7 separate regions of the Sus scrofa genome follow, and all the other regions are linked to region 1. A link is a contact called in public Hi-C and HiChIP or PLAC-seq data. All regions are on one chromosome and are shown on one strand. Each heading gives the region's core, a stretch centred on a gene start, on an enhancer-like site or on the middle of the called end of the contact. The rest is flanking DNA. Distances are from core to core; before and after follow the strand shown.

What was found. A called contact is a pair of places that touch in the nucleus more often than the background predicts. HiChIP or PLAC-seq counts read pairs in DNA pulled down with a chosen protein or histone mark.
Region 2: a contact with region 1 is called in a Hi-C map of liver, with 9 times the contacts expected there. The contact joins two enhancer-like sites. A contact is called at or near these places in 3 of 47 Hi-C or Micro-C datasets (fetal heart ventricle, heart right ventricle and liver) and 1 of 2 datasets of contacts at active chromatin or transcription factors (skeletal muscle).
Region 3: a contact with region 1 is called in a Hi-C map of embryonic fibroblasts, with 2.3 times the contacts expected there. The contact joins two enhancer-like sites. A contact is called at or near these places in 2 of 47 Hi-C or Micro-C datasets (embryonic fibroblasts and mesenteric adipose tissue) and 1 of 2 datasets of contacts at active chromatin or transcription factors (skeletal muscle).
Region 4: an H3K27ac HiChIP or PLAC-seq map of skeletal muscle shows a contact between it and region 1, with 5 times the contacts expected there. The contact joins two enhancer-like sites. A contact is called at or near these places in 4 of 47 Hi-C or Micro-C datasets (fetal skeletal muscle, heart right ventricle, liver and 1 more) and 1 of 2 datasets of contacts at active chromatin or transcription factors (skeletal muscle).
Region 5: a Hi-C map of subcutaneous adipose tissue shows a contact between it and region 1, with 3 times the contacts expected there. The contact joins two enhancer-like sites. A contact is called at or near these places in 3 of 47 Hi-C or Micro-C datasets (mesenchymal stem cells, skeletal muscle and subcutaneous adipose tissue).
Region 6: a contact with region 1 is called in an H3K27ac HiChIP or PLAC-seq map of skeletal muscle, with 6 times the contacts expected there. The contact joins two enhancer-like sites. A contact is called at or near these places in 2 of 47 Hi-C or Micro-C datasets (heart right ventricle and skeletal muscle) and 1 of 2 datasets of contacts at active chromatin or transcription factors (skeletal muscle).
Region 7: a contact with region 1 is called in an H3K27ac HiChIP or PLAC-seq map of skeletal muscle, with 5 times the contacts expected there. The contact joins two enhancer-like sites. A contact is called at or near these places in 2 of 47 Hi-C or Micro-C datasets (embryonic fibroblasts and subcutaneous adipose tissue) and 1 of 2 datasets of contacts at active chromatin or transcription factors (skeletal muscle).

The regions. Positions count from the first base shown.
Region 1 is chr6:150,687,796-150,690,730 of Sscrofa11.1, reverse strand. No RefSeq gene overlaps it. Among named protein-coding and RNA genes, the nearest start is that of TM2D1, 74 kb to the right of the region's middle. Within about 2 kb of position 1,535, at least 38 of the 83 cell types and tissues checked have an H3K27ac peak or open chromatin away from gene starts, as enhancers often do. A contact at or near this core is called in embryonic fibroblasts, fetal skeletal muscle, liver and 2 more, where this site is marked.
Region 2 is chr6:151,177,602-151,180,536 of Sscrofa11.1, reverse strand. The region is part of intron 2 of NFIA (nuclear factor 1 A-type); the gene reads left to right. Among named protein-coding and RNA genes, the nearest start is that of NFIA, 51 kb to the left of the region's middle. Within about 2 kb of position 1,401, at least 16 of the 83 cell types and tissues checked have an H3K27ac peak or open chromatin away from gene starts, as enhancers often do. A contact at or near this core is called in liver and skeletal muscle, where this site is marked.
Region 3 is chr6:151,152,068-151,155,002 of Sscrofa11.1, reverse strand. All of the region lies in intron 2 of NFIA (nuclear factor 1 A-type), which reads left to right. Among named protein-coding and RNA genes, the nearest start is that of NFIA, 76 kb to the left of the region's middle. Within about 2 kb of position 1,567, at least 12 of the 83 cell types and tissues checked have an H3K27ac peak or open chromatin away from gene starts, as enhancers often do. A contact at or near this core is called in embryonic fibroblasts, where this site is marked.
Region 4 is chr6:151,117,977-151,120,911 of Sscrofa11.1, reverse strand. The region is part of intron 2 of NFIA (nuclear factor 1 A-type); the gene reads left to right. Among named protein-coding and RNA genes, the nearest start is that of NFIA, 110 kb to the left of the region's middle. Within about 2 kb of position 1,436, at least 56 of the 83 cell types and tissues checked have an H3K27ac peak or open chromatin away from gene starts, as enhancers often do. A contact at or near this core is called in fetal skeletal muscle, liver and skeletal muscle, where this site is marked.
Region 5 is chr6:151,086,120-151,089,054 of Sscrofa11.1, reverse strand. The region is part of intron 2 of NFIA (nuclear factor 1 A-type); the gene reads left to right. Among named protein-coding and RNA genes, the nearest start is that of NFIA, 140 kb to the left of the region's middle. Within about 2 kb of position 1,459, at least 8 of the 83 cell types and tissues checked have an H3K27ac peak or open chromatin away from gene starts, as enhancers often do. A contact at or near this core is called in subcutaneous adipose tissue, where this site is marked.
Region 6 is chr6:151,022,568-151,025,502 of Sscrofa11.1, reverse strand. It overlaps NFIA (nuclear factor 1 A-type), which reads left to right. Exons shown (of 11, transcript XM_021097780.1): 3 at 1,636-1,701. Among named protein-coding and RNA genes, the nearest start is that of NFIA, 210 kb to the left of the region's middle. Within about 2 kb of position 1,407, at least 12 of the 83 cell types and tissues checked have an H3K27ac peak or open chromatin away from gene starts, as enhancers often do. A contact at or near this core is called in skeletal muscle, where this site is marked.
Region 7 is chr6:150,983,433-150,986,367 of Sscrofa11.1, reverse strand. All of the region lies in intron 3 of NFIA (nuclear factor 1 A-type), which reads left to right. Among named protein-coding and RNA genes, the nearest start is that of NFIA, 240 kb to the left of the region's middle. Within about 2 kb of position 1,482, at least 29 of the 83 cell types and tissues checked have an H3K27ac peak or open chromatin away from gene starts, as enhancers often do. A contact at or near this core is called in skeletal muscle, where this site is marked.

The sequences.
Region 1 (2,935 bases), core at 286-2,785:
GAATTCTTGAAAGACAAACAAGAGTTTGTGAAGTAGAGCAAGGAGGGGGGAGAAATTCTAAGAGGATGTCCCTAGAGGACTCTGGGTACTCAGAACTAGAGCCATCGGGGTGAAACCACAGGGTGTCTGATCCTGTGTCAGAAAGCCATGCTTCCATTCAAAGTCTGGCCATCACTACCCATCTAGTCCAAGCGTTCTGCTCTCCTTTGACCAAGTAGAGAACTCTCATTTGCATGGGCCCCAACCCACAACATCCCCATACTGTGACTGTTGCCTGGAGATGGCTCACATTTATCTGTTGAGATGAGTGGTCCTCTTTCTCACAACCCAGCTAAGGCCACTGGACCCAGTTTTCCAAGGTGCCTAGAAAGATGAGGCTGTGGCCCAAGGTAATGCTTATGTGGGCTGGAGGATACAGAGAATAGAATGGCTGCGACCTCTAGACTCTGTCTGGCTACTGGTACAGCCCCTCCTAAACAACAAACAGACTTAGTGAGTGACCACGCCACCAAAAAAGTGTGTGTGGGGGGGGGGGAAAAAAGCGTGTTTGTGTGTGTGTGTGTGAGCGAGAGAGAGATCTTTAAATTTTAATAGCTATTCAGACAGTCCTTAGAGAGAGAATTGGCAGCTTTGGCCTAGAGGCTGCCCCCCACCTGTCTCCAGGCACTGCAAACACAGCTGTGTAAGAAGGAGACAGTCAAAGCTTCCAAGGAGGAAAAAAAACACAACACCACGGTGCAGTGTGGGGTGGGGGGGTAGGGGGTGCAAACAATGGGAGGGCCTTTCTCACAAACCCACTTGGGACAGAGCCGGTCTAGCAACTGCAGAAATTAGCAAGGAGGACGCGGGCAGGTTTACAAACAAAAACAAAAACCACCCCTCCAGCCTAAAGTAAAATCCTTCAAGACCCAACTCAAGGGCCACTTTAAACCCATTTTTAAAGGAGGAGACGGAGCGCACAGCTCAAGCTGAGGGGGGAACAAGGTAGCCTGCTTTTCTGGCAGGGTTCGCCTTCAGGTGTTGTCCTCGCATCGAGGTGAAATGCAAAGACGATTGATGCTCTGTCAGAGAACTCAGAGCGCCTTACGCGAAACGCAGGACGCCCTGGGAAGGTGCCTAGAAACTTCTTTATCTGGCTTTTTTTCCAGACTGAAAAGCGCAGGCATTTTTCAAGTTCAACTCTTTAGAAAAGTCAGGAGAAGCAAGATTTCAACAGATGTTAGCGGTTCTGCAGTGGTCAGGGGGGGCTGCCCCTCCGTGAAAAAAAAAGGGGGGAAATGAGAAGAGGGAGGGAAACAGGTCGTCGTAGAAGAAAACCCAAGCAAGGCGGTATTTTCGGTATCATTTTAATCACAAAATAGCACGAATGCGGTCTGTGCCTGCGTGCTACCCAAACGTCGATCTGAATACCACTGAACGCTGGTTTGAAAATTTCCATTTTTGTAATTTGCTTTCCTTTGTTAAGCCAAGACTTGAGAGGAACCTGGCAGCCGTCTCCTAGTCTGGCACGATTTCCCCTCCGACGCACTGGGTTGGTGGGGACGTGGAGGGAGGCCTCCCGAGAGAGGAGAGGGAAGGCGGGTTGAGAAGCGTCGGCGGGGCCGCAGCCTCTCAGCCAGGGGGTTTGGCTCCACCTACAGGAAGCAGAAGGTACTTCAAGCCGATCCCTCTTCTGCCGCGGAAACCGGGTGGGATGGGGGTGGGGTTGGGGGACAACTGCTGGTGAATTTCCCGGCCAATCAGAATGCGGCGTGTAAGGAGCTGGCGGTCAGGACTCGGCAGGTAGAGATCTGCATCACCAGATCCAGAGCAGCATATCGGATGCAGCGCCGGGATTCGTATTTGGAGGAGAAAAGACTTCAGGCCTCCTCTTATAACCTACGAATTGATTTCACTAGTTAAATATAAGCCCTATTTGGGCTATTTCTGATCCCAGTTCAGGGCCAGCACAGAGTCACTGTGCCCAACTGCTGGATGAATGAACAAACAAATGAATCCAACACACAGGATAATACACTCAATTAAGCAAGAGACCTAATGTGATAAAAACAAATGCGCCCCCCACCCCCCACCCAGGAATAAATGTGAGTAATCAGACATTTTGTTAAGGGCTAGTAATTGCTACAAAAATCCTGCACCATCTTAGACTAGTCCAGTGGTCCATTTGCAATGTGGGTAGCACTAATTAAGAACCACTCATCTGGAGTTCCCCTTGTGGCTCATCAGGTTAAGAAGTCCATTAGTATCCATGAGGAGGCGGGTTTGATCCCTGGCCTCACTCAGTAGGTTAAGGATCCCACCTTGCCATAAAGCTGTGGTGTATAGGCTGGGAGCTTCCATATGCCAGAAGTGCAGCCCTACAAAAACCCAAAAAAAACCAAACAAAAACACTCATTACATCTGATGCCCTTAATTTGCGGATGAGTAAGCTGAGGCTTGGCGAGGTTCCCCTCCTCAATCCTCCTCCCCCCGCAACTCCCCTCCCGCCCCAACAAGTTTGTTGGTGGTAGTACTGCTTTGGGGCTAAATTTTCGTGACCTTCTCTCTGACGTTTGTTTACAAAAGCCAGAGAATTGTTCTGCGGGACTGCGGCTTGACCAGCACAGATACGCTTAGCTGATTGGCTCTCTCTGGCGGAAGCTGACTACCCCACCTACCTGTGGTCCCGTCCCTGAGTTTCAGTCCCAGCCCCTGCTAGGGGCTAAGGCAGCTGCTCCTGCTGCTTTACTCCAAAAATCAAATGCCGCCTGGGGTTGGTGCCAACCGGTTGCTAAACTTATGGATTCATTTTATTTAAGCCTAAAAGGCAGTCTTTGAACTTGTGGGTTTGTAGGCTACAAACAAGCAGGTGCTATGTTTTAGCAACACAGGTCTTATATCTAGCACATCTACTTATCAGAAGTGTTAATAAGAAGTTATTGAATGTCCCAGTGAT
Region 2 (2,935 bases), core at 152-2,651, 490 kb before region 1:
ACAAAAGTGTTACTGTTGGATCTGGGCATGTGATGGGTGAATGAGTGTTTCAATGAAATGACATAAGTCTGTATAATTTGGAGGGTAATGATGCCTTAGAACAAGAATAAATCTGGAGCGATGGAAAGGCTCCATATTCTAGATGAATGCATGCTTCCTCTTATGAGTCTGAAAAATAAAATTAAATTTTTATTTATACGAATCCACTGGGGACAAAAGCTCATGGACTGGGTTTATGATATATTTCAGAACAGGAATATTAGCCTTAACCTCTTTCCTCACATTGCATATGATATTTAATCCATCATCTTTGTTTTAAACAAACAATACGCAAGCTGTTGCTGGCATTGGTATAAAGCTGATGGTCCATCTGGAGAGCAGGAATATAGATCAGGAAAATAAGAGAATTGAAATTGGGTGCAAGGGCAGATTTGCATGTGTAAAACCTTTCTGTTTTTACCAGCTTTTTATCAAATTATTTAATACTAGGCAACACAGATTCCTTTTTCTTGAATCTGAGTGTCTTATTCGAAGAAGAGTTGCTTCTGGGCTGAAAGGAGGACAGTTGGGGTTTGAGAGACGGTAAAGTCCTAAGCCATTCCTCTCACCTTTTTTTTTGGCAGGGGGAGTCCCGGTGGAGAAGAGAGAGCCCCACTGGGGGATTTAGTTCCTGGTGTAGCCCTGTGATCCTTGGCCAGTCCTTTTAGCTTCTTGACCTTCAGTGTCCTTTGATCCCACTTAATTCATCAGCCATTGGTTGAGGCAACTGAGAATTTTCTGAGCTGACCATTATGCGAGGCATCAGGGACCCCTAGAGGAGAAAGACTGGGCCCTTCTCTCAAGAGGCTTCAGGTCTTGCAGTGGAGACGGGACCTCACAACTGCACAATGGCATCAGGGGCGTATAAGAGATGCCGGGTCGCAAAGGAAGGAAAATTCATTCTGTCCAGAACGGACAGGAAGATTTGAATTACGAATCCTTCCTAAAGGTTTTCTACTTCCGTTGGCCAAGGAGCAGACATTCCAGGTATCTGGATCGTGAGAGGTTCAGGACGAATTATCAACAAAGTTCTTTCCAGCACCACACGGGTGGTGTTATCAATGTGAAATTCTTTGAATAGCTTTCCTCTGATGAGGTACTTGCCAAAGAGTGTTTATTGTCATGGTTGAAAGAAAGTAATAATGAAAGAAACAATGATTTCTTTTGGTTATAAAATTGGGGCTGGATGGGAGGAGGCAGCCGGGGTTTTTTTTTTGTTTGTTTTTTTGCCCCCCCCCCCTTTTTAATTATCGCCCTGTTTGAAAGAGCAGGCTGCATGGAGGGTGGCACACACTCTGTGCAGAGACCTTCCTCCTTCCAGAGAGTGGCATGGATGGAGCGACTGTAACCTGGCCTCCCTCCACGGGAGGAGGGAATCCAGGTGGCCCCGCTCAGATGTGTGTGCACAGCAAGGCTTCTGAAATGACAGGAGCGCCCGGCGGCTTCCCAAGCAGCTGTGACTCTGGATCGCGCCCACCATCTCTGCTTCTCACCACCAGAGGAGTGAATCTCTGCTGCCTTAGGAGGCGCGGAGCCCGGGAATTTTCTTCCTTTTTTTTTTTTTAATGTTTCATTTTATTTTTAAATTCTTCAAGCAGCAGATGATGATTTCTTGACAAAAGAAAGATTCCCTCTTTTTAAAGAGGTCTTGTGTAAACTCACGGGTTAGGAAGAAAACCAGAACCCCTCCTTTTTTGTTGTTGTTTATGCGCGGCCAATAATTTATTCACATGTGACATTTGAGCTGGCATTTTTTTTTCTCCCCCTCCTAAGAGGACAGTAGCTTCCGCTGTTGTTGTGTCCTAAAGCAAAGTCAGAATAGCCCTTCGCTTTTGTCCCCCTTGGTAGGTATATTTTAGCCTCTGGCCTTTTTTCATTTAGACCTTATGCTGTTTCCTAACCCTCAGACTGTTTTTGAAAGGCTTTGATTAAAATATGCTGATAACAGAATTTGATAACCAAGTTAGGAACGACAAGGCTATCTGGAGAAGACCGAATGATTTGGCAGCCTAACAAATTCTATTCAGAGCACACAAAGAGATCCTGGAACCTTTTACAGGGACTCGTGTTTGGGGAATGGTATGAACTCAGGTTACCTGCAGAATATGGTGTCATATGGAAACATTTAAGAGCTTATGGAAAATTCTTTGAAATAAAGTGGAATGAGCCAGCAAGCATAGAATACCGAAGAAGAAAAATAAGAGCATTCATTCTGATTTTCAGGTGGCTGCTCAAGGAGGGGAGAAGGACGAAAGTAAATCATTGTCAACATCCTACGCCTCACGTAGAAGAGCTATCGCCTCAGAATAGCTGTGCTAACCAAATCCTAGACTTAAAAGGATCTTAGAGGCCATTGCGTCCCACAGCCTTGCTCTGTTAGAAACTCCCGTGTGATGCCCCCAACAGCCTCTGCGTAAATACTTCCAGAGGGACGTGAGGGAGTGGGAGTGAAGGTGGCTGATGCTGAATACCTCCTCTCTCGAGATACTGCTCGGGCACGTGCTCACCATCTCCTGTTTAACTTACGTGTGGGTTTTATGACATACAGTTTACAGATGAGGAAATTAAGTTAGGTCAACCTGTAAGGCGACTTGCCTCCGCTCGTGTGTCTAGCTTAAGGCCCAACAGAAATTAGGACCTCCTCCCATCGTTTTGCACCGCACTAACCTGCCTCCCAGGCTGGAGAAGCGCCCTCTTCCTCCCCGGGCTGCCTCTTCCATCTTGATGTGCGTTGCTGGAAAATGCTTTCTTTTATTTAGCTGAAATCTGCCTCTCATTAACATCTCTCCTCGGTCTCCTTTCCACCTCAGGAACATCACAGAGTTGATGGAATTTTCTTTCCTCATTCAGGTATGTTAACAGCCACTGCTACCCATATGGTCTCTGCCATCTTGTA
Region 3 (2,935 bases), core at 318-2,817, 460 kb before region 1:
CATGTGGCTTATCTCAGTGTATGTACGTTCTTAGCACACCTGACGGGGCTGTGAGTTAGCGGATTTTATCGATGCTTCTTTTCAAGTGAATGTAATCCCGAAGATACGCACCGTTCCTTCCTCTTGTCACCATAAATCTACCATAAACCAGGTAGGTGCTGAATAATGGAATAATGATGTAAATCAAGGCGAAAGACTGAGTGAATCTTTAAATTCTAAAATTAGTTTCAGACACCAGAGAACAGATGCCGGGGTCTCGTAACTTTTAGGGTTATCCTAATGGAGTCAGGTTTCTGGAAATTGAGATATTTTACTTCATTCCAATTTTCAAAAGTAGAATCTTCTTCATGGAAAAATGTGGAGTCGTATACAGTTGTTGGGAAATCATGTTGCCCTCTTCTATAGTATTCAGGCCATTTTGTTGTTGTTGTTTTTCGTTTTTTTTTTTTTCTTCCTTTGTAAATGGACCTTAGGCTTTCTCTGTTACTGGAAAGCATGTCATCTTCATTTGCTTTTTTTCACCTAGTGGTGCTTAATGATACCATGTGAATTTTTATGGTCTCGGCCTCATCAAAGTGTTTGCCCTAAAATTTCCGTTGGATTAAGACTGTATCTTGGTGTGAGGGCTAAAATTGGAGGACTGGGAGCACACAGGGTCGGATCTATATATGCTGGCAATTAATATTGATGAGTGGGCAAAAGTCCAACATTATCCTAGGAGGGGTTGGCTCATGTTCCCTGCACACCAGTGCAAGGGAATCCTTCCCCTGCAGGTGTGAATGGTTTGATTTAGTAGGTGGATGAGGAAAGGCAAGGGGTGTTTTCTTGTGGTCCAGTTTACATTACACGTTGTACGTTAACCAGCTGCGTAAGAAAATGTTCATCACTGAGTGGTGGTAGCAGGTGTCCTGAGACATTGCTGACCCAACTCAGTATCTCCGGGGTCTAGCATCATGCCTGGTACATAGTCGGCACTCATGAGCGTTTATGAAATGGATAGAAGAAGGAAGGAACAGCCGTTGGTGTAAAGCCCCTTAAAAACACTGGCCCCTGCTTACCTCTCCAGCCTTCTTACCCGCTCCCACCTTCTAGCCTTAGTATATATACCACTTGCAGCATTAGGCGCTCCACGTTCTCTTGCCTGTTTTGGACCAGTGTGCTTTTCATCCGCTCTCCCCTCTAACCACACCCTCCCTATCCCCCTTGGTCTGGCCAACTCAGCCCCCTTCTAGAAGACTTTTAGGATTGAAGGCCTGCTTCATTTTTCATATCTGTAAACCCGTGGATAACAAGAGGAAGCTACTGACAAGTGGCACTGTTGAAATCCGTGTCGGAACCTTCATTTCAGGAGCGTGTGGAACGTTGTCAGATGCTGGCATCGTTTGGATTACACCTCCCAAACTCCACTTTGTTGGTGCTTTCCATTCGGGAATGGGCAAAACATGACTCTCTTAACACCAGGAACAGAAGTGGTCGTGTCAGCGGGGGATTCTGTCATGAGTGCAAGAGCCTCAGTCTCAGGGTGCTGTGGACCTGAAGAACCTTTGATGCATTTACCTGTAATCTGACTCATACATACCACAGTGTGTGGGTAGGCCAAAAGAAATGGAGAAACGGAACCATCCCCTTTCTAATGCAATTTCAAAAAGTTTTTGGCCCATAGTAGGTGCTCAGCCAACATTTGTTAGGGATGGAAGCATAAATGAATCGAGTTACTTTTTCCCTTTTTTGGCTTTAAAATAAGATTTCAAAAATCCTTAGATAGTCTCTTCCCCTTGGCTTCTTTTTGCACACATAGTCCTAGGCTCAGTCTATACTTAGTGCTTTGGCTAAGACTGACTCATCTTGTTTCTGATTGCCTTAGTGATATGAGACTCTGGTATCCATGGGAATGGTGTAAGGCAGTATTGCTTTCGTACTTAGAAAAACGCCAACTAGAAGGGCTCGCTATTGCTCCTGGTACTGGCTAATTCCTAAGAACTACAGGGCAGTCTCCCCCTTATATTCTTAAGCCAGTGTGGAAAACAGCATAATCTCCTGGGAAAATTAATCAGCTTTTGTGACAGACAGATGTATGTGACTCAGATCTTGTGGTTGCTGCGGAGGGGCTGGGTGACTTTGGGCAGGTTGTTTAATCTCTCTGAGTTTCTTCATCTCTGTTTTTGTAAAACGGGATGGGGCGAGGAGAACTATATTAACTTGCAAGGTTGCTTGACACTTAGAAATGATTTTGTAAGTGTCCTAGTCAGTAAATGGTAGGTATTATGACTACAATTACTGCTATGAACCAGGTTGGCTGTGTATCCTCCAGAGTTGCAGTGGGGACAAGGTTAGATCAGGGTGGGACAGCTGAGTTAGATTTGAATAGTGTCTGTGCTTTCGCAGTGGAGATTTCCCCTTTTCCTCCTGGGAGATTTCAGGTTAGTTTAAGAGGGGAACTGAGGAGCTCCTGCTGTGGTACAGTGGGTTAAGGATCTAGCATTGTCTCTGCTGAGGCATGGGTTCTATCCCGGGTCTGGGAACTTGCACCATATGCCCCAGGTGTGCCCCCCACCACCGGGAAGAAAAAGGACCTGAATATCTTCTTTATGTTCTGGATGTTTCAGAGGTGGCTAGAAACTGGTGCTAGTTACTAAGGAAAAACTTTGAACAATACAGATGTTAGGAGACAGGGTGGTGCCAAGCTCCGTGCCTTCTGCTGAGTCCTTTTCTCCTGCTGTCTCTGTGTCTCTTTGCTGGGAGCCAAGCAAAGGGGACCTCACAATTATCCTGGCCCTCCTGTTTTGTTTCTTTCCCAGGCAGGTGCTTCTTCCTGACCGGGAGTTATTATGGGTGGCCCCAGCTGGGCTGATTTTATTGTTCCAGAAAGTGTCAGCAGAGACATGGCTGGACGTTGGAGTATCCTCTGTGATTCGACATTTTGGAGAATCCTTCT
Region 4 (2,935 bases), core at 187-2,686, 430 kb before region 1:
GGGCAGGGATCGAACCCGCAACCTCATGGTTCTTAGTCAGATTCGTTAACCACTGCGCCACGATGGGAACTCCTAGAAGTTTCTTTAAGCCTGAGATCAGTCAAGATTCAGGACCTTGAAGAATGTTCAAAGCTAGAACGCTAAAATTGTGCCTGGATGTAAAATCTTTCTTTTTAACCAATGGCAAATGTTTCAATTAAGGAAATTTATAGTTTATTTGAAATAGTTGAAATTATAATAGCTTGGCTTGCTTTACCTAAATTATTGTTCCATAATATCAAAAATTTTACATAAAAGCAGCTCTCATCTTCATATTCTTCGATTTTTCTGGCCCACTTTCTCTGTGAGTTTTCAGTTCAACGAAACAGAAACATTTCAGTTGCAGCATTGAGGAAGAATTCGATTCATGGATTATTGTTTATGAAAAAGAAATGTTACATGGATGACAGTGGTTTAAAAATATGATGACTTATCTTGGTTGTAGTCAAACTTCCCTGAACACTGAAAACTGAAAACCATGGAAAGACACTGCCCTGCTAGGTACTTGCTTAGCATAAATCATGAATGCATAACTTTTCTGAAGAGATTTTCTTCAAGATGCTTTTCCCATTCAGTTCCTTTATCCTAATTAGAGGCCTTAAACTTCTGATGGGCAGCTGCTTTCTTACCTGTTTCAGAACTATAGCACCGATAAAATAGCATAATGTAGGTTTTGGTTTTTGGAGAAAGAATTTGAAGGATGCAGGGCTTTATTTAAAAAATCTTACTGCAGCTATCTATCAGAGGTCTCCTAGTTTCTTTTCTTGCAGGCATTTCAGAGGTGCTTAAATTCATCAGATGCTGGTGATTGAGGAATGTAATGATGGACTAGATAGGGAAGAGACTTGGGCAGCGTGCCGGAGTCGCTGGGCCTGAGAAATGCCCCTGGTTTGGCGAGGCGGGATGGTGTGAAAAGGTCACGGGCCCTACTGAGGTGGCTTCAAGGAGCAGACACTTGTTTTGCAGCGGTGGGAGCAGGTATATGGGTGGTCTGGCTCGCTCGGGCCCCTCTCTCTGGCGGAACACGTGCGAAACCATCAGCATGTCTGTGGGTCTCGTGTGGCGTGAGTGGCGAGGCTGTGCATTAAAGACCAGAACCATTACCCAAAGGGTGGGAACACCCCAGCGGCCAGTGGCCCGTGGCCAGGTGCTGTAGGAGGACACCGCAGGCAGGCCTGGCCAATCCGAGGCGATCTTTTGCTGGCAGTTGCTCCTTTGGCCACCGCTGCAGTAAACACTTTCCCTTGGATGTTGGTTTTCTGTTGTGTCTGGCAGCCACACAGGGCTGCTTGAACTTTCGCCAGAGGCAAATATTTATACATCAGAGTGTGCAGTGTTCAACTGGTCAGGCCTGAGCGGGAGAGCGAGGGACCTCCGTGCCTCTTCGCCAGGGAGGATGTGTCCTGCCCCCGCCCTCCCCTGCCCCCCGGCGGCTCGGCCAAGTGGGACCATCCTGGAGGTCCCTGGAGCCCGGGCTGCCCGTGCGTCCTTCCCAAACGCTTCCAGGCGCAACCTGGGGATGTGCTTTCTGAAGGGAGGGCGTCCTGACATTCCTGCCTGCGCCTCTAATTCCCCTTGGAAAGTTTACAGTTAATATTTTCCCTGGAACATTGTCAAGCTTTTGACAGAGCCTGAGTGTATGCCGAACTGTGAAATCGAGCCGGGAGAAGCAAGTTGTGAGAAATCTGTTTCTACTCAAATCCGTAAGGTTTTGTGAACAACAAAAACAAAAACAGAAAACTTCAGGGGGGAACGTGGGGAGTGGGGCCGGCCGGCCTCTCGTGGTGCGGACTCGGCCGCCATTTTAAGAAGCCGGCGCTGGGCGACGTCGGGCTCCTTACATGGCGGCTGTATTTACTCGGCCGCAGCCAATCACGCCGGCCGAGCCCGGCACGTGACGCGCCACGAGGGCACGCTCAGCCATTTCCTCGCTGCTGAAAAACTTGCTACCTCCACAGAGCACTTTACCTTGTTTTGCATGCCAAATGTTCCTGCAGAATGTGTCTAGCAGACTGGCATTTGTCCATAAAGTTATTTTAGTAGGTAAAAAGTCTCTGAGCACTTGAGCTTTGTGCATTCTTTATGTAAAATGGATTTCCCTTCTTGGCCAGAGGCCAAGGGTACAGCACACTCGCTGGGTGAGAAGAGAGCTTCTCTGCTGAGAAACTGGTGGACCGACACACTCTAATTTTTTGGCTTCTGACCAAACAAGCTCGATGGATGCCAAAATTCAACAAAATAACACATTATTGTGTGATAGGAGCCGTGCTCGAAGAGAGCAGGAACTCAGAGGAACTTCATGCTGCCCCCGCCCCCCCTTCAGAGCATTGTCACGTTGGGGAGCTTTCTTTGGGAAACGAGAGGAAAATGGCAAAATACAACCTAGAGAGTAAGGTATAATTTGCACATAAACACGAAGGAAGGAGCTGAAAGAAAACAGAGGAGTTTAAAATTGCTTTTATGAACTTGTCCCAGACATAACACAGAGGTCTGTGACTTGACTTGACTTGCATTCTTTTAACCCTGTAGGCTCCATTTATATGTCTCAGCCGAATGGTGGGCTACTTAATATTCAAATGAGAATTAACCTGAGATTTAAGCACTTTAGAAAGACGTCAATCGAAGGATAGCTGCATATTTCAAATATGGAGTCTTGGCAGGCTTATTAGGAACAGCAGACAAGTTGGTACCTCGGCATGTCTTCTATGCTTTTGCCCCCTGATGTCCGACGTTGAGTGACGTCAGCTTTGAATTACCTGTGTGGTGTTAGCAAGTCAGGTAAGCTCTCTGTAGGATGGAGACTGTTAAGGAAGATGGTTAAGATCCTTCTGAGCTCTAAGGACCTGAAGCTGAATTTGAGTAAACAACAGGCGTGGCGATACAACTCACCTTCAGT
Region 5 (2,935 bases), core at 210-2,709, 400 kb before region 1:
CGGTACTGAATTAATTGAATTATCTTCATCTTTACATCCAGAGTGCCTGGAGCAGGTTCTGACCGATAATGTGGTAAAGACTTCATAAAGCTTTCTGAATAAATGAACGAGCAAAGGGATTACATGAAGAAAACTTCTAGAGTTTTCTTCTGTCCTCTACTAAGCATGTATGATTTTAAAGGACCTCCTTTTACTAGCCTTACAAAGAGGGTACATGCCTGGGCTTTATTAACAACATTCATTCATATATATTGTAGCGGGACTTAGTGATAAAAGAGAACTTTGTAGCTTGGTTCATAAAAGAAAATTCGCAGTTTGGTAGAGTTGGGACCACACCTTCAGACACAGACACTGCATTCAGACTTGCCGCCCCCCACCCTGCTCAGCCTCTGGGCTGCAGCCCAGACTGAGGTTGGGCAGCGGGAAGGAGGAAGCCCTGTGGTTAAACCACTTGGGATAATCGAAAGTCGACCATACTTATTTTCAATTTGGCAGCTGCATTAGCTTTCTCCTCAAGTGCGCAGTTTTCCCTGGCCTTCTTCACTCTGCGGCCTGTTCACCATTGGTGACCTGGCAGAGGCAGCTGAGCCAGGCTCACCATGGCTCCCTTTGCTTGTTCCAGTGCTTTCCCTGACTTGGCCACGCTCTCTGGTCTCAGGAAATTGGATCAATGGCAATGAGTGCAAAAGAAGAAAAGGAAAGATGAAAATCAAGAAAGTTTGACCCGCGGGCCATGTCATAATGAAATGTTAAATTTAACATGGCCTGGGTTTGGCCAGATGTAAATATTTACAGTATGTGAAAATACTCTGGGATCCTCCGACAGTTTCACATGCTTTGAATGCTTCGATTCAGACCCTTAGAAATTTCTGGTGGGCAGTTGATATTTGAGTGCATGAATGTATCCGTCTTAATGCTCCCGCCTTGGACACCGTTTTGGTTAGAGGCACAGCCTGCCGCAGATGATGCGTGAGTGTTTCAGTGACAGTAGGAGAGCAAGGTTGTGAAGATACGTGTTTATGTGGAACAGACTGGAAACCCACTTCTTCTAGGATGATCTAATGTACATGACCTTATTCATTGTCTTTTTCCTGTGTTTTTTAACCTGTTTTTTTTTTTTCTTTTTTTCTTTTTCCATTTTCATCTCAAGTTGACGATACGACGTTTAAATTTGCTCTAGCACCTGGGCATAATTTTCTACCCATATTGAACCTCAGAAGAATCTCAGATCTTGGTGATCTTATTTTACGGTTTTCCCTGGATAAAATGTCCTTGATACCCAAAACTATGTGTTAAATATTTATTATTGCTTGCGTACAGTTTCTTGGAGAGGATCTTAGGGGTTTCATAAAGGACTGGTAAAATCCACTTTTCCCTTTAGCATTTACCAGCAACCTTGGAATTCGTGTGGCCTGAAATACGGTCAGAGTGCATGTTACTCAACTTCTCCTGGCAGCTCCTGCTCTCTCATGCTGCACACAGATGATGCCCCCCCGCCCCGTCCCCCACGCCAGTCAAGCAGTGTATGAGGCCTGTTGACGCATCAGGCATATGTAGGGACTCAGTTATACCTTTCATGACTGTAGCAGGGACAGAGCGATGCCAGGAAAGTAAGAATCAAGCTATTGACCTGCCTGACCTAAAAAAAGCACCCCTGCATTTTTTTTGGAAGTATGGGAGTTTGGAGGTGCCCCCCACCGCCGAGTCAGACCTAAGTCTGCAGGTGGACAGCCATGATAGGGCTGCTCTTTTCTTACAGGTGTGTGGTGGGCATCATTTCATGACCCTCCTAGGCTGGAGTAGACAGTCAATTAAAAGATGTACGTGTATGGGTTGTATCAGAGAGAGAGGATCCCAACTTGTGGTCAGAAGGGTGTCTACTCCTGTGTTCTGCTAGGGTTTATCAGGCTATTCCTTGCTGGAAGCTGCTTATCCAGTTTGGATTGTACCCCTTAAGGTAGATGGAACTTTACCTTCAGCCTTTCAAATCAAAAAGGAAAATCTTGGAAAGTAAGAGTTTTGCTAGTGTCTTTTGTAGGACCTCAGTGATGGAAATTGGGATGAAAAGTCAGGGAGTCGTGTTTGGCTGATGGAAATTAGAAGTTGGGCTCATAGTAAATTGCATTTGCCTCTCTTTAACAGCTTGTAGACCACCTCACATTTGTTATCTTATTTGAACTTTATTATTGTTCAATGAGGAAAAATGGCTATCATTATTATTACCATTATTATCAATATCACCTTCCATTTCATAGATGATAAAATGGAGGCTCTGAGAATTTATGAGATTTTCCCCAAATTGCTAAACTATTACGTCTGAATCTGAGTGTATGCCAAGATCTCTGTTCCTGGACCCTGTGCTTTTGCCTCTGAAGTATTCTGTTGCCAAGCCTGGCTTTCTAAGGACTTCTCTGTCTTTTATTATTTCATGGTTGACATTCTAGCAGAATTAAAGATGCTTTACAAATGCATTTTATTTAATACTTCCATAGCCCATATAGGAAATGGTGTTGAAGTTACAAACTTTGCTTGCTAAAATCAACACAGTTTGTGAAATAGGCCTTACCTCTCATAAACTCCCATAGCTCCCGAAAACTTAACTACTATATTATTGCAACAAAGTTTGCAAAGCACTGCAAAGATTGAGACATACTTTTCTCCTCCCTAATACCAGACAGTCCTATGACACGTCTGGAGCTGTGGTGAAATATTTATTAAAATTTAGGTCTTTCTCTGATAATATATTTCTTTCAAAACTGAAAAAAAAAGGGGAATTCCCATAGTCACGCAGCAGAAATGAATCCAACTGTATCCTTGAGGATGCAGGTTTGATCCTTGGCCTCACTCAGTGGGTTAAGGATCCAGTGTGCCATGAGCTGCAGTGTGTAGGTTGTAGCTTGAATCCCGTGTTGATGTGGCTGTGGCATAGGCCAGC
Region 6 (2,935 bases), core at 158-2,657, 330 kb before region 1:
ATAAAAGTAATATTAATTTTTGGACTTAAAATTTCACCTATGGTCCAATATAAATTTGCATTCCAGTTTTCAGTGCAGACTTTGGATTTAACTTTGTGGTTCATTCTCAAGAATTTCTCTAAAATTTTTTAACCTGTACTGCTTTTGTTTGTGTTTTCACTGTGGCTATTCTTACATTATGATAAAAGCTACCACTTTGCCAGACTTAAATAAAAACTTATATTTTCACATTTTCTGCTGTTTGAACCCTTGATTCAATCTAGAATTTTTGCTGTAGTCATCAGGTTAAGAGCATCTGAAAAAAATTTTAAATAGATGTTTTAAAAATAGTACTTCCCGATAATTAAAATCTTCATTTGCCTAAAAGCAGGGAGCATTTCTAAAGTAATAAATTAGCACTTCTTGACCTAGGGTCATTCGTAGTGCTACTTCTTTTTTGCAGTATCTCCAAGGAAGAGAATGGTAAAGCTATAACTCTGTTGAAATAGAAGTAATATTTTCAATTTAATCACAGTTAAGTGTCATGACCTTTTGATCTTGCATTGAACTTCTTGCTGAAATGTGGTCAAATTTCAGACAGCTCCTTCTAACCCTGTGAAGTCAAGGTTAAGTTCAGAGTCAGGCTTTCCACAGATACAGAGGTTTTCCTTAAAAAAAAAAAAAAAAAGTTTTTCGATAATGTTATATACTGTTTCAAGTCTCAGAAAAGGCTTTACGTAAAAAATTCTGTCCTTGAGCTCTTCTGTCTGACCTTTTTTTGCCCGTAAAATGAATCACAAATATACTTCTAATTCTGTGAAATTTTTTGATCTAATTTAGTTTCATCTCATTTTAAAATTAGATGGCATTTTATTTGAAATTATCCCAGTTAGAAGTTACAAAATAATTGAATTAGTTTCTTTAGCTGGAAAATGATTGTATTTGTTTAAATAAAAAATGAATGGAATCCCATAAAGGTGTGCAAGAACCTGTTTTCGCTCACAAGCTCTTTTAGGATCTTCCAAATGCATCAGGGTGAGAGAAAAATAGCACCTAACGAAGTGGGGGAACTGTGTATCTTTCAGAAAGACGCCTTTGAGTGATCCTGTTCTTTTAAGTAAATGCACTAGAATATTAGGATTCTAGTATTTAATGGTGTTAGTCTGCGTAGTCTGTTGCTGTAATACAGAGCTAAATATCAACAGAACTTGTTTCTGTTGTTTGGGTTGCTTTTATATACCAGCTTCAAAATATGTTTTGACACTTTATTATGTTCTGAATCAAGCTTCAGATGTGTGTAATGAAGGATGAAGTCTTTATCAGACTCTAGTGTATAAATAATGGAGAAGAGCAGTTTGGAAATGGTCTCTCTCTGTCAGAGGATGGTTTCTGAAGAGTTTCAAGTTATGATCTGGCACAGGCCAAGCGCCACTGGAGGTGTAAACAGAACCAAGTCCTCTCGGAAGGCATGGGCCGCTGAGGCTGCTGTTTTCCTCCCTTTTCTTTGCTCTCCTCTTTTTTTTCCCGTCATCATGTCACTTCTGCAACGGTCTCATTCCTCGTGTACATGCTGAACCTTTTGAGAAAGTCTGGCACCTCTGATCCACGTTCTTTCACAGACCCTGTAATTTTTGGCTGTATTTTTATGTTTTTCAGATTCAAGTCAATCTGAAAGTCCCAGCCAGCCAAGTGACGCTGACATTAAGGACCAGCCAGAAAATGGTAAGTTTAGTTTGGGACGCCGGTTGCTGCTTTGAAAGTCCACAGTCGCCAGCAGCCAACCATGAGCAAGGATTTTGAGGTCTGCCCCTCTGGGTGGCCCACAGTAGGAGCGACTTTGAGGACTCAGGGAGTTTTCTGGGTCACTCCAGCAGCGCCAGGCCCTTCCTCTCAGCCACAGACCCTCCCAGGGTACTCCCAAGAATCCGAGTTCCCAAGAAAGTTGATTGCTGTGAGAGGTGGGGTTGATGTATCAGATCAGAGTCTTTTACAGCATAAGTGAGGAGCCAACTCCCTTTCATTTCAGTTCCTTTTAAGGTGGCAAGTGGCCCACAGTCTTCTTCACTAGCGACTTAAGTTTATTGACTGACAAGTATTTTTGAAGCCTTTTGGAAGCCTTTGCTAATAATTGCTATAAGAAAATTATCTCTGCCTTTGAAGGAGTTTTCACTTTAAATGGTCTAAAATAAACACCTGGCAGTATTAAAGTCATCAATTGCTTAATTTCTGTTCTGTATATGTATATATATATATATATGTATATATAAAACATGGAATACACACTTTATGCATATGATAATATTCACTAAAATGCTAATGTGTGCTATATGCACTCTAAGGACAAGAAAGCCTGTCACAGGTTAGAATCTTAAGCCTGAGTAAAACGATCAGTTTCAGTAAAAACTGAGAAGGTGACTAACGGTGCCCATCGTACGTTAAACATTGTATTATGCATTTTCATACATACCATCTCATGAAATTCCAAAGTGCTCATCCTTGGTGAGAGAACTGAACGCTCTAGTGGGAACTTGACCTTGAGGGACCTTTGAGGAAACGATGACATCATGGCCGAAAACTCAGGCTGTAGGGTCAGAGCTGTGTTCAAATTCTGCCTCTACTCTTTCTTTCCTTTGTAGTTTTGAATGGATTATTTAACCCCCTGGAGTATTGATTTATTCCTCACTTTTGAAGTGGTTTAGTAATAATATTACTTTCACGTTGAAGAATTATAACATACTTATCACCATAGTATTGTTCATAGACTTTATACCAAAAAAAAAAAAATAGAAAAAGCTGACTGTTGTTAATATTATTCATATTATTTTTCTAGTCAGTGTAATTCTACCATGCCGTTTTTCAGTTGCTTAGAATGACCTCATTCTTATGACTCTTTTTCTTTTTGTTGTTTCATACATTTTTCCATTTTGATCTCTTTCCGGTCTTTTGGAATAGATAG
Region 7 (2,935 bases), core at 233-2,732, 300 kb before region 1:
GCGAGGCCAGGGATCAAACCTGTGTCCTCATGGATGCTAGTCAGGTTCCTTAACAGCTGAGCCACGACAGAACTCCAAGTTACCAATAAGAATTTTTAGCAAACCAAATTCTTAAAAAAAAATAAGTGCACCATTTTAAATTTTCCCTTTCTCTAGATATTCCTATATAGTGTTTATTGAAAAATTGGATAAAACTTGGTCTGCTGAAAAAAATGACGCAGGGTCCATTTCTTGATGGAGTATCTATAAGTATCACCCCAAAAATATGAAACAAAAATGTGTATCCCCGTATCTAGAATAATGCTTGACACACACAGATGGTTAAATGTGCATTTATTGAATAGATCTGTATTTAAAAGTATTTTAGGTATTATAAATAATTGTATTTTTATAAATACTATGTATAACTATATTAATGAATATCAAATTCCTAAAATTTGCACTCAATTTTTTAAAGACAGTTTGGAGACTAAGTACTGTTTTGTCTCACTTTGGACAAACCTAAGAAATAGAGATTTGCTTTTATTGAGTTTTGTGTTACTTGCTTTAGAACATAATTTCATTTTCACTCAAAAATTCATTCCAATAAAATGACATCATCATTTTTATTTATGCATACAACTTTTATGTGGATACTGACATTATTTACTCTTCCATATGAAAAGAACAATCATTTCTACCTGTTTTATCTTTGAAAACTTTGCTGATTTGATATCTCAGATATAAAGAATGTATTTATTATTTATGACAATAGCTATCATCTTTTGAACACATTCTGTTTTCTAGGTTCTTGGCTAGGCATTTTAAGTGCATTCTCATTACTCTTAGCAACACATTTATGAGGTAGGTATAGCCATGAGTGCCATTTCACAGCTGAGTAAACTGGGGCTTAGGACATTTGGGATTCTCATTTCTATAATACTGTCCCTCCTACCTTGTGATATGTCAATAATACCTTGCAAATGTAATTTTTGAAGGACAAGATGAATGAACATGTTACTGTATTGATCCCTTTACAAAAGAAAAGACAAATACATTTCAGGTTCACCTTGGTTGGTATTCAGCCTAGAATGTTTTGCTTTTCTGATCACAAACAGCTAAAAACTATGAAACTGAGTATGTTTTGTAATTACTTATTTTAAGTTAGATATATAACTTATTTAAATGCACAAATAAGTCTGGAGAAGCTTGATAAGTGAGGCAGAAATAGCTCCTTTTGAGTGGACTTTCAAAGCAGTGGTAATAACTCGCTAAGAAGAATGGACCCTGGCAGGTTTGAATCCTTGGTTGCAAGCTGACAGTTGGAGGGAATGTTCTTAGCAACACTCACTTTAAGGGAAATTAGGTCAGGCTTCTGGAACATTTATCATGTATACCTGTCACCAGTCAGCCCCAGTCCTTAAAGTGAACTGAGATCACAGCAATGATCCCTCCTGCTCTGAGTTGCAAAGGACATTCTAAACCAATAGTTCTACAAATATGTGAGTTTGGCAGAAACTCCCATAAAACTGAAGCCAACGCCCATGTAGTTGCTGTGGGAATTGAATTCCTTAATACTCTGTTTATAGAATTTTGAAACGGCAAATGGATTCGGTCTGTTCTGAAAAACAATCTGTCCCATGGCTTGTTTGGAATAACATCTAGAGTTGCTATAGAAGGATGTAGGCAGACGACCCATGTCTGCTTTAGAAGTCAATTTCACCAGCCTCTGCTTGTCTCAGACTGCACAGCCAGGTGGGTTTTTGCCCAACTCAGGATATTATTTGCTAAAGGAAAGGCCACCTTCTACTTGAGCTAAAGAGATGCTCATTTGGTGCAGAAACTAGAGGAGTTAGCAAAATCCAGAACTAAAGGAGTTAGCAAAATCCAGAGCAGTGCAAGGGAAGATAGAGTGTATGGTAAAACCAAAACAACATAAATGAGTCATAACCCATGTCCTTTCAGTAATCATGTGGCATCATTCTGGTGGTTTCAGAGCCATGTCAGCAAGTATGGGGATCCCACACAGGAATTTGAGATTGTATCTGCATCTGTTTATGTGCATTTCAGCTCAATGAATATCAGTCATAAAGGGTCTTATGGATTGAAGTGACCATATTCACCACGCAGTCAAATCTCTCTCTCTACTAGGTTAAGTTACCATATCTTTTAAAGAAATTACTCATCTCTTTTTTTTCAGAAATTCTTGTTGTGTAAACAAACCTAAAGATATAACAAAAAAATCTGCTACTTTATATGTGAAAATGGTTGAAGAAAGAGGCGATATTATTAAATGTTTGTGTAGGAATCAACCTTTACGTCTCAGGAATATAATAAGGGGATAAGAATAAATAGTTCACTTCTGTGTTCCTTTGTCATACATCTAGAGGGTCCACTGCGTGCTAATCACTACAAATGGTGGAATTAAAAAGATGAGATGTAGTTCCCACTTTTATTGAACTCTCATGGTTATGTGTGTGTGTGTGTGTGTGTGCGCGTGCTCCTGTGTGTATCTCTGTGTCACAGATCCTTAAACAAAAAATAATGACACCCTGTGTGACATGCCCCAGTAGAGAGTCTTTTAAAATTTGGGAGAACTCAAAAACTTAAATTTTGTCTGTGAAAAGTAGCTTGTGAAACAAAGTTTTGTTTTAAACTATATTCTTAAGAAAGATGGGCCTGTTACATATAAAAGCCCAGAAGATTTGGGGGCTGAAAGGGAAGAGCGGGTTTGGAAGAAATCTACCAATGGTTTTTGCGGGAAGAATTAAAAAAAACAAAACAAAACAAAACAAAAAAAAAACCAGCCTTTCATTATCACACTCTATTAAGCCAGGACCAGGAAACAATTTCTAATCAGCACTCTGATCTGGGCAGAGATTGTGCAGCCTTTTGTACCAGGCCTCAGATCTGTGTTCTCCATTCACACATGCTCACTTCCAGCTGTTGTCATTGA